Linked DNA regions of Mus musculus: region 1 is linked to region 2. The links are chromatin contacts, called in public promoter capture Hi-C maps. All regions are on one chromosome and are shown on one strand. Each heading gives the region's core, a stretch centred on a gene start, on an enhancer-like site or on the middle of the called end of the contact. The rest is flanking DNA. Distances are from core to core; before and after follow the strand shown. Region 1 overlaps Map2k4 (mitogen-activated protein kinase kinase 4). Region 2 holds the start of Arhgap44 (Rho GTPase activating protein 44).

The links. Promoter capture Hi-C pulls out the DNA fragments that hold promoters and counts their contacts.
Region 1: a contact with region 2 is called in a promoter capture Hi-C map of trophoblast stem cells, with 4 times the contacts expected there. The contact joins the enhancer-like site here to the promoter of Arhgap44 in region 2. A contact is called at or near these places in 15 of 39 promoter capture datasets (the 3T3-L1 cell line, 3T3-L1-derived adipocytes, the HPC-7 cell line and 9 more) and 2 of 115 datasets of contacts at active chromatin or transcription factors (embryonic stem cells and stem cell-derived neural progenitor cells).

What each region holds. Positions count from the first base shown.
Region 1 is chr11:65,699,610-65,704,953 of GRCm38.p6, forward strand. All of the region lies in intron 7 of Map2k4 (mitogen-activated protein kinase kinase 4), which reads right to left. Among named protein-coding and RNA genes, the nearest start is that of Mir744, 33 kb to the right of the region's middle. Within about 2 kb of position 1,557, at least 3 of the 459 cell types and tissues checked have an H3K27ac peak or open chromatin away from gene starts, as enhancers often do. A contact at or near this core is called in trophoblast stem cells, where this site is marked.
Region 2 is chr11:65,160,168-65,165,800 of GRCm38.p6, forward strand. Arhgap44 (Rho GTPase activating protein 44) reads right to left here and starts at 2,794. Exons shown (of 20, transcript NM_001099288.1): 1 at 2,419-2,794. The coding sequence starts at 2,471. LOC115487730 (a long non-coding RNA gene) reads left to right here. Exons shown (of 3, transcript XR_003949568.1): 1 at 1-46; 2 at 654-2,222.

The DNA of each region.
Region 1 (5,344 bases), core at 307-2,806, 540 kb after region 2:
AGTTAACAAGGTCACCAAAATACAAAGGCAACTTAAGACAACGATTGGTACTTTGACATAATAAAAGTGAGGTGGTTTTTTGTTTTGTTTTAAAGAAAGACTTCATTCCATTCCCAGTAATAGTAATAGTAATATCCAAATTCTTATGTTCTTTTTGTTTTTTTGTGAGACAGGGCCTCACTATGCATCTCTAGCTATCCTGGAACTCACCCTGTAGAACTGGCTAGCTTCAAATCCACAGATATCTGCCTGCCTCTGCCTCCTGAGTACAGAGAGATTGAAGATGTATACCTGTACTGACCAAACCCATGAATTCTGTAGCAATAAATTTAAAATGACTTCACGCTAAAAAACTATGGGCACTGCTAAGAGAGCAAAATATCTAAATGAATTAAGGAACTAAATGAACCAGGAACTAAACCTTGTGTCAACACAAGAATGGACAAGCAAAAATGGTAGAAGAGCTACACAACCCAAGCCTCTCAGCACAACAGCACAGGTACATCTTTAAAATATTCCAGAGAAGGCGGGTGTTAGCTGCCTTAGGCAGGAATGGGGAAACACATAGGACAAAGACAAGAGATAGTCAAACAAGAAGTGTTTTGTATCTTCACTGGTTCTGATGAGTGACTATTTGCCAACACTCCAAGTGTGCACTTAGAACAAGGAGCTACCATTCACAGTTACTGTGCTAAGATCACTCTGAACTCCTTTGTATTTGTCACAAACAAGCTAGAAGTTCTTGCAAGAGTGGACTATGCAAATATATCTCAAATCCGAAGCAGCTAAGCTTAGAGGCATTTGTAAGTCACCTATAAAATGGGTGCTAAGAACTGAAACTTGGGTCCTTTCAAAGAACAACATGCTCTTAACCCTTGAGCCATCTCTCCAGCCCTGAAGTAACTTTTTAGAAGTCACTGTGTTAGAGGGTAACACAAGAATAAGGAATCTTGGGGCTAGAAAGTTGGCTTAGTGGTTAAAAGCACTGACTGCCCTTCCAGAGGCCTGAGTTCAATTCTCAGCAACCATATGGTGGCTCACAACCATCTGTAATGGGACTCGATGCCCTCTTCTGGTATATCTGAAGAGAGCACCAGTATACTCACATACAGAAAATAAATAAATCTTTTAAAAATGAGAAATCTTCTGGAAATTAGACTTTTAAGTATATTCAAACAAAAAGAGAAACTGAGGAAAGGGGACACTATCTTGCAACTGCTCCCACTCTCTTTTAAGTGTTATAAGTCGTCGATATGATGTGCTTTGTCATGTGGTGCAATAGAAGGCAGACATTAGCTATGAAATTGTCATCCCAAAACAATCTATGGTCTGAACCTAATCAGTCTGAACCTAGCCTGGGGTAATGAGACTCAGGAAGAATGTGTGTGCTTGTGGAGAGCCTTCTGGGGTACCGCGTGGCAGGACTCTGACATTAGCCATGACAAGGAAGTAAACTCAGGCGGGAATCTGACTTCAGGGCATGATAGGAAAGTACATTTCAGCAAGACTCTAGCTTTAGGCTGTAAAAGGGAAGTAGGTTCATGAAGGCAGGAATTTTAATCTTAGGGTAGAACAAAGGCATAGGCTTCAGGCAAGAGTTTGAGCTTGATCAAGGAAATGGGCTCACATATTTTGGTCATTCTGACAAGCTCTAGGAAACAACGGTTGAAGGACTTTGCTTACTGCCTTGCTAGTTCCTTATTGTATTGCTCACCCTTAATACTTGCATGTAATTAAGATGGCATAAAAGTGGATTGGGAAAATTAAATTTGCCTTCAGTCCCAGAATTGACTGGGGTCATGCTGCAGCACTGTCTACTTGTCTCTTTCTTTTCAATCCTCAATCATGCGCTGGAGAACCTGTTGACTGAGTGGGTTTGGTCAGATGCTAAAGCTACTTCCAAAAAGGTTAATCCCATGGGAGGGTGGGAGGTCCAGGCCAGTCCAGACTGAAATAATAAATGCAAAAGCTGAAAACAAAGCATCAATTTAAGGTAACTATGTCTTGCACATTTAAGAAATGTAAGCATTGCCTATATAATACTACAAAATTCTTAAGTATTTTATGCATGTTAATGTTACTGTGGTCATGTGACAGAATATCCATCTTGGGAGAGGGACACCCAAGTGTTTGGAATAAAATGATTCAGCAAGCATACACCACACACATGCATGCATGAATACATTTATATATTTGTATGTGAGGGAAGAGAGCTTGCCAAACTATTAAAATTTCCATATAAAAGTATTATATAAAAATTCTATATTTTGGATTTTTTTATGTTCTAGAATTAGAGAGTAATCTCAGCTTCTCTAGATGGAGGAAAAAAATGTAAAAGTCTACTACAAGGGCATTTCTGGTGACTTCAGTACTCTAAGGTGGAAGCAGGAAAAGCTTAAACTTGGAGCTAGCCTGGACTGTGTTTCAAAAACACACACACACAAAGGCATTTCTTATGTGCTACAATATACCAAGGAGACTCAAGCCACCTCAAGGCTCTCAAAATTAATTCTGTATTTCTGTCTATCTCTTAATAGGTCGGCCTCTGTCCACCAGTGGCAGGACTATTTCATTTGATTTAGTCAACATCAGAACTACAGAGGCTATCATTGGCCTGCACATCCCAAAGTAGGATAGAGTCAGAAAGAAAAGTGAATCCTTACACCACTTCTCTTTTGGTAGGTGTGAAACCATATTTCTCCATATTTCTATACAAGAATGAAGTGCCTGTCTCTTTCTTTAAAAGTTATCTGAATAGGATCAGAGGAGAGGAGGACACAACATCTGCCCAACACTGGGGATTAATTGGGACCAGCAGGACCAGTGGGATCAGTGGGACCCAGGCACCCAGGAACTCCACCTGACTAGTGGCATGAGTTCCTTCTGGTCAGGGCCTGTGCCCTGAGCAGACCTTGGGCGCTAACTCCGAAGCCAGTCCCACAACACCCAGAAGAAGCTCCACTCGCAGGTGCTTTCACGCACCTAGGATCCCAGGATCCCAGGAACTTGATCACACCAGGATCTCAGGGTCCCAGAGGCAGCTGAACTCTGAGGAGTTCTGACACAACCAGGATCATAGGAAGGACAGCATCCAGTCAGATATAGCAAGGGCATGTAGCGCTAGAGATAATTAGATGGCGGGAGGCAAGCGTAAGAACCTAAGCAACAGAAAAGGTTACTTGGCATCATCAGATCCCAATCAATTCTCCCACCATAGCAAGTCCTGGATACACCTTCACACCGGAAAAGCAAAACTCTGATCTAAAATCACTTCTCATAATGATGATAGAGGACTTTAAGAAGGACATGAATAACTCCCTTAAAGAATTACAGGAGAACACAAGTAAACACCTAGAAGCCCTTAAAGAAGAAACACAAAAACCCCTAAAGAATTACAGGAAAACACAATCAAATAGGCGAAAGAAAGGAACAACCAAGATCTAAACCATCCAAGATCTAAAAATGGAAATAGAAACAATAACGAAACCTCAAGGGAGATAACCCTGGGATTAGAAAACCTAGGAAAGAGATCAGGAGTCATAGATGCAAGCATCACCTACAGAATTCAAGAGATAGAAGAGAGAATCTCAGGTGCAGAAGATACCATAGAAAACATTGAGACAACAGTCAAAGATAATGCAAAATGCAAAGAGCTCCTAACCCAAAATATCCAGGAAATCCAGGACACAATGAGTAAATGAATCCTAAGAATAATAGGTATAGAAAAGAGCAAAGATTCCCAACTTAAAGGTCAGCAAATATCTTCAACAAAATTATAGAAGAAAACTTCCCTAACCTAAAGAGAGATGCCCATCAACATAAAAGAAGCCTACAGAATTCCAAATAGACTCTACCAGAAAAGAAATTCCTCCCATCACAGAATAATCAAAACACCAAATGCATTAAAGAAAGAAAGAATATTAAAAGCAGTAAGGGAAAAAGGTCAAGTAACATATAAGGACAGACCTATCAGAATTACGCCAGACTTCTCACCAGAGACTATGAAAGCTAGAAGATCCTGGGCAGATCTCATACAGACCCTAAGAGAACACAAATGCCAGCCCAGGCTACTATACCCAGAAAAACTCTCAATTACCATAGATGGAGAAAACAAGCTACTCCATGACAAAACCAAATTTACACAGTATCTTTTTACAAACCTAGCCCTACAAGGGATAATAGATGGAAAACACCAACACAAGGAGGGAAACTACACCCTAGAAAAACCAAGAAAGTAATCTTTCAACAAACCCAAAAGAAGATAGCCACACAAACATAATTCCACCTCTAACAACAAAAATAACAACTATATAAAGAATCAACAAACCCAGGAGCTGGTTCTTTGAAAAAAATCAATAAGATAGATAAAGCCTTAGCCAGACTAACCAGAGGACACAGAGACAGTATCCAAATTAATAAAGTCAGAAATGAAAAGGGAGACATAACAATGAAATGTATTTTAAAATAATTATTCTGTTTGTTGAATATTAACAGTTGAAAATATTAAAATCATGTTCTACAAACATCATGGAAATACTGATAATTTTCCTCACTGTGCTTGAAATTAGCATTTTCATTTTCTAAATGTTTAACCTCAAAGAGTGTTTGCTATTTTGAAGTTTTTAAAATATACTTACTGATAAAATAATTTCTCTCCTAGAAACACTGATAATCTTTTGTAAGAAAACTGTTAGACAATGTACAGAGATATATAATGTGTTTGAAATACTCTCTATCATATCATATAATAGCTTTTGAATGTATTTCTTAAGGACTCATTTTTAATATTTTATGCTCTTTTACTATGCTTAACTACAAATGAATATTTTGTATGTTTTGAAACAATTTAGTATTCAACATTAGATATAGGATCCTCAGTTATGGATAGTATTAAATATTCATTAATAACATTTTTAAGGTATGAAAGGATATGAATATAAAAGTTGAACAGAAATTTTATGTAGTATTTGATTCTCAAAATATTCAATATTATATGTTTGCTGTGGAAAATACATTTAAATAATAAAAAAATAAGAAAAAAATATTATTTGGATTCAAAACAATTTGCTGTATCTAGGCCACAGCTACATTTTTTAGACTTGCATGAATCAAAAGTAATTCTTAAGCAATATCACACAGTGCTAATGTTTGGGCATGTTTTGTTCCTAAGTATTCAGGTACTAGAGGCGTGGTCTAAAGAGGTGTCAGTATTATGACAAGCCAATCATTTAGACAATGGGCCACTAAAAGGTGGGCCCACTAAAGAGGTTAGCTGGTTGATGGAGGACTTGGAAAGGATTGATGATGGGCTCTTAAGTCAGATCTCCTGAAAGTGGATAATTAT
Region 2 (5,633 bases), core at 1,544-4,043:
GTGATCAATACATTCTACTGGAGACAGACGGGCAAAAATCAAAAAGGTACAAGCTTTCAAACTGTGGGGAGTAGTGGACAAAAATGAAAAGAATGATGGGTAAGAGTGAGGGAGCAGGGGTTTTATCTGAGCCTGAGAGCCAAGTGCTGATTGATGAGAAAGCAATTTGGGAAGACCACATCCTCAACCAGGTAGTAAAAATTGGTGGTCAGCAAGAACAAATCTCTAAAGTGGAGCTGGGCTTCATGTGTCCGAAGCACAGGAGTTCAGGGACAGGGAGACAGGAAGACAAAATGAGCATGCTGAGACAAAGGGGGGTCCAGAGGGATGTGGCTACTGAAATGCTGGGGCTGCTAAGCAAAATGATGGCACTGGAAGTGTTGAAGCAGTAGAGTATCCTAAACTAATTTTTGCTTCAACAGTTTACTCTAAACTTCACCAAAACAGACACAAGTCAGGCCTCAACTTTGTACATGTTGGTCATCCACCTAAGCGCTCAGCAGCTCTGGCATAGCAGGGTGCAGCCCCTGGATTTGTACTTCTAAGAATGTTCTTTGAATACATAAGACTACTTTTTACAATAATAATAATAATAATAATAATAATAATTCAGTCTGCTTTTGCCTATTTTTCATTTCCTCCACGAATGACAGTGAAAAATATAGTTCCTATGCCCATGCCTCAAAAATCTCACAACTTAAAAACAAGTCCTGAAGGAAGATAGGAGCCAGGTGTCTGGAAGCAACACGAATGCCTTCCCTGAGACATCTATATCCGAGCACCAATCTCTAACACTCCAAGAGAACACCAGGCTACTAAGTGGACTGAGAATACTCCATGAGAAACAGCAACCTGTGGTCAGAGTGAGGGGCCCACCCCTGGGATGTCTACTGCCATCATGTATGCCAGAGCCCAGGGAGTGTGATCCAGAAGCCAAGACAGTAAAGAATGGTCAGCTTGACAACCAACAGCTACACCCCCCAGTACCAGGAAAGCACTATCTCAGCATCCAACATACCAAAGACAGTCCACGTGAGGCTATATTTGTGGCAATACCGTGCCAAAAATCTGGGCTAATCTGACTCTGCTATTCATAAATTCCCCCCTCATGTTAAAGCACATGTGTTTGGGAAGGGAAAATGAATCCAAGTCTAGTTTAGAAGCTTGGAAACGCTTAGGTTACTTGGAAACCATCTGGAGTTCCTGAAAGCATGAGAAGCCATCACATCCCCTGCCCTCAAATGCCCACTGTAACTAGGGCAGTATGCTTCCCTCATGTCCTCTATTCTCCAGGGAAGTCCCCACCCCCACCCTACCAGGTGCCAGCTCAAGCTCCATTTCCCACCCAAGAAAGGTATTTGGTTTCTCAACAAACCTGGCCGAGAGCACTCTATGTGTGGAGCCTGCACTTGAATTGCACCCAAGGCTTGGTTCTTCCCTTTCTGCTTACTTTAAACTGCACACCTAAATTCCTTTAACAACCACACAGAAATCCGGCCCTGGGCACACAGATTCCATGAAAAATCCCCCTCTATCTAACAAGCCTGTGTTTCAAGAATGTCTAGCTTTGGACGGGACCCACTAAGAATCCTTATGTAACCTTAATAGATCTTGGCACCCCACAGATCCGCTCCTGGAGACACTGGCCCAGATCTAGTCCATGTTCACCAAGATGAGAGCAGTCTGGGTCCTGCAGATTCCTGGGGCCAAGCTGTTCTGGACTGGGAGGGAGGAGAGACTGTCCCATCCCCTACCTGGCTGAGAGCCTCTGATCCTCCTCTCTCTGATCCTCCTCTCATCTTCCAAGGGAGTTGAACCTCACTTTCGCAGCCTCCCTCCCTCCCTCCACTGAAATCAGTCTTGGGACCGAGCCTACATCAGCCAGCACCTTCCCCCTTCTCGCCATCCTTTCCCCACCCCCAAACGCTGAGGAAAAAACAGCCAGGAAAGTGATCCAGCATCCCATACAGTCACAGCCCCTGAAAACAAACAGGGCTCCAGTGGGGAAGGAGGGTGTCGACCAGGCCCAACACTACCTCAGGACCCTAAGCAGCCCTGAACTGGGCGCAGGGAGGAAGAGATCTCCAGAGGCAGCCAACGACTCGGCAGCCAGCAGCTCCAGCAGAGCAAACACCTGTTTCCAGGAAGAATCGCTACCAGAGGAAAAGGGAGTCCCGAGGAAAGGCAGAGAGGGCGAGGTGAAGGGGCAGCTGGGGACGCAGGTGAGGATGCGTCACTCTCTGAGCCTAGACCGGCGAGCGAGAAGCGAGCAGGGGTCGGGAGAGGAAAGGTCTCACCAACGACCCGCGCGGACCCAGGAGGGACGCACAAGCTCCAGGCCGGGCAGCTCCATCACCTGCGCCTGGCAGATGCAGCCCCGCGGGCGTGCCGGCCCTGGGCGGCCAGCGGGTGACCTACCTGCCCACCGTCTGGTTGGCCAACTGGCGCATGCGGTTAAACTGCTTCTTCATCGTGGCCCCGCTGCCGCGCTAGCCCGGGAGCTGGGGAAGGACTGAGCTGCCCGGAGCCCACCGCAGGGTTACATGGCTCCCGCGCCCAGCCTCCCGGGCGACGGCGGCGGCACTGCGGAGCCTGGGGAGCCGCCTGGCCCGCGCCCAGCCTCCCGAGAGCACCTCCGCCTAGTCCGCCCGCCGCATCCTTCTCTGTGCCACGCCCGGGGCCGCCCAAGGCGCCCGGCGGTCAGCCCCAGCTGTAGCTAGCCCCCAGCCCCAGCCCGGCGAGCGAACCGGGGAGTCTCCGCAGGCTGGCTAGCCAGCTGGCCGGGTGGTCCCCGTGCGCCTGTGCGGAATGCGCCGTGCATGCTGGGACTTGTAGTTTGCCGCTCCCACCTTTCCTCTGTCCAAAGTTTGTAGGGACAGCTTTTGTGCAGAGGTGAGAGAAGACAGTATGACCAAGACGTTTAGGCTTTAGCCTTGTAGTAAAGGAAATACTTTCGTGCTTGAATAGTGAAACCAACGACACAACAACAAACAGAGTAAACGTCTGACTCCTATTTTCTCTCAAGCGAATGCGAGATGTTCAGTGTTGAATTCATATGAAGATATGTTAGGCAGATGTGTTCGTTAAATTGTATAAAGTCACCTTATTGGTGTTCAATCACAGTGTTAAGCTTGGGACAAAGGGGTTTCGAACTAGGCGTAGCATGCATCCCAAAATGCCATCCTTAATCTTTTTCAAACCCAGTAAGTAACCAAAAGTTTACATAAGATTGAATCAGTAACGTCTTGTCTACTAGCACAACCTGAGACAGCTTTCTTGTATGATTTAGATTCTATTACCATAGCTATGTCCATCTCCTTACCGCCACTAGACCTGAAATGGTATCAGCTGGGCAGCCCACTGGCATTTACCAGCTGGTTGAAAGAAATTGTGGCTCATTAGACTTGGAAGGTGGCAGGTGAGGGGGACAGCAAATGGCTCAATAGGTAAAGAAGCCTATTGACCTGTGTTCAGTGTCTAGAACATACACGGTAGGAGAAAATTAACTCCTGCATGTTGTCTTACGTACACACACACTAAATAAATATAAATAATGTAAAAAAAAGAAAGAAAATCACATGTGATCTCAATTAGTTGTCATCTTTATATATATCAAGTCAGAGTTGTTGGGCAGTAGAGACATTGGATCAAACAAATGTGAGTCTTCCCATTAGAATCTCACATATTTAATCAGCAATTTTAGGAAAACTGCTGGGACTCTCTCATCTCCAGCTTCCCTATCTCAAGTAGAAAGCACTGCTGTTTGGTAGATGGAAATGAAAGAGTGCTGTTTTCCAAATCTAACTACATACAGGCTATCATGTAGTCCACTGTGGCAGATACAATGGAAGATAGCATAATGGGAAAATCCAGGATCATTCCTATTATGAAAATAGTTTAAAAAAAAAAAAAAAGGAAGAGCATCCATCTATGACCCGAGATTCTCTGCAGTGTGTTGATTACAGTAGAAAGATGCCCTAAATATGGATGTAAGTGTCTTACTGGCCAGCGGAACAAATGATGGTTTGAGGCATGTTTTGGCTGAATGAACATGAAATCTTTAATTAATTGTGAGCTCAGCCTCTGCTTATTAGGTCAAGAGTTCTGGTCAATTAGCAGTGAAGGCATCGTGCTTGTGACTGACTGTATGTGGCAACATACAGTCATGTCAACGTCATGTTTATATAAACAAAGTACTTCTATTTTGAGTTTTTAAAAATCCTTTATTCATTCATTTATTTATTTATTTATTTATTTATTTATATTTATTTTAAACTGCAGATGTTATTCCCCTCCTGTTCCACCCTCCGACCATTCCACATCTCATACCTCCTCCCCACCCCCCTTGTCTCCACAAGGATGTCCCCACCCCCCACCCCACCAGACCTCTAAACTCCCTGTGGCCTCCAGTCTCTTGAGAGTTAGGTTCACCTTCTCCTGACTAAACCCAGACCCAGCCGTCCTCTGCTGTATATTTGTTGGGGGCCTCATATCAGCTGATGTATGCTGCCTGGATAGTGTTCCAGTGTCCAAGAGATCTCAGGGGCCCAGGTCAATTGAGACTGCTGGTCCTCCTACAGGGTCACCCTCCTCCTCAGCCTCCACAGGAGTCAGCAACTTCTGTCCATTGGTTGGATGCGAATATCTGCATCTGACTCTCTCAGCTGCTTGTTGAGTCTTTTGGAGGGCAGTCATGATAGGTCACTTTTTGTGAGCGCTCCATAGCCTCAGTAATAGTGTCAGGTCTTGGGGCCTCCCCTTGAGCTGGATCCCACTTTGGTCCTGTCGCTGGACCTTCTTTTCCTGGAGCTCCTCTCCATTTCCATCCTTGCAGTTCTTTCAGACAGGAACAATTATGAGTCAGAGTTTTGACTGTGGGATGGCAACCCCATCCCTCACTTGATGCTGGGTCTTTCTGCTGGAGGTGGGCTCTACAAGTTCCCTCTTCCCAATGTAGGGCATCTCATCTAAGGTCCCTCCCTTTGAGTCCTGAGAGTCTCTCACCTCCCAGGCCTCTGGTGCATTCTGAAGGGTTTCCCCAAACTCCTACCTCCCAAGGTTACCTGTTTCCATTCTTTCTTCTGGCCCCCAGGGCTTCAGTCTTCCCCCCCCCCAATACCAGATGATGTTCCCCTCTCCCCCCCCCCATCCCCTTTCCCTCCCAGGCCCCTCCCTCCCTCCCAAGTGGGGCTGAGGCATCCTCACTTGGGCCCTTCATCATGTTGACCTTTTTGAGTTCTGTGGACTGTATCTTGGGTATTCTATACTTTTTTTTTTTGGCTAATAGCCACATATTGGTGAGTACAAACCATGCATGTCATTTTGGATCTGAGTTACATCACTCAGGATGATATTTTCTAGTTCCATTCATTTGCCTGCAATAAAAAAAAAAATGACCATATGGTTAATAGTGCTTATCAATTTAGCAGGAGCTGGATTCACCAGAGAAACAAGCCTATGGGTACGTCTGTAAGAGAATGTTTGGGTTGGCAGAGGTAAGCAGAGCCACCTTAAATGTGTGCAGCACCATTCTCTGGGCTGTATATAAAAGAGAGAGAGTGAGCTGAGGATTATCGTTCATCTCTCTCTTCTTCCTGATAGCAGATGCAGTGTGACCAGCTGCCTTCAGGTTC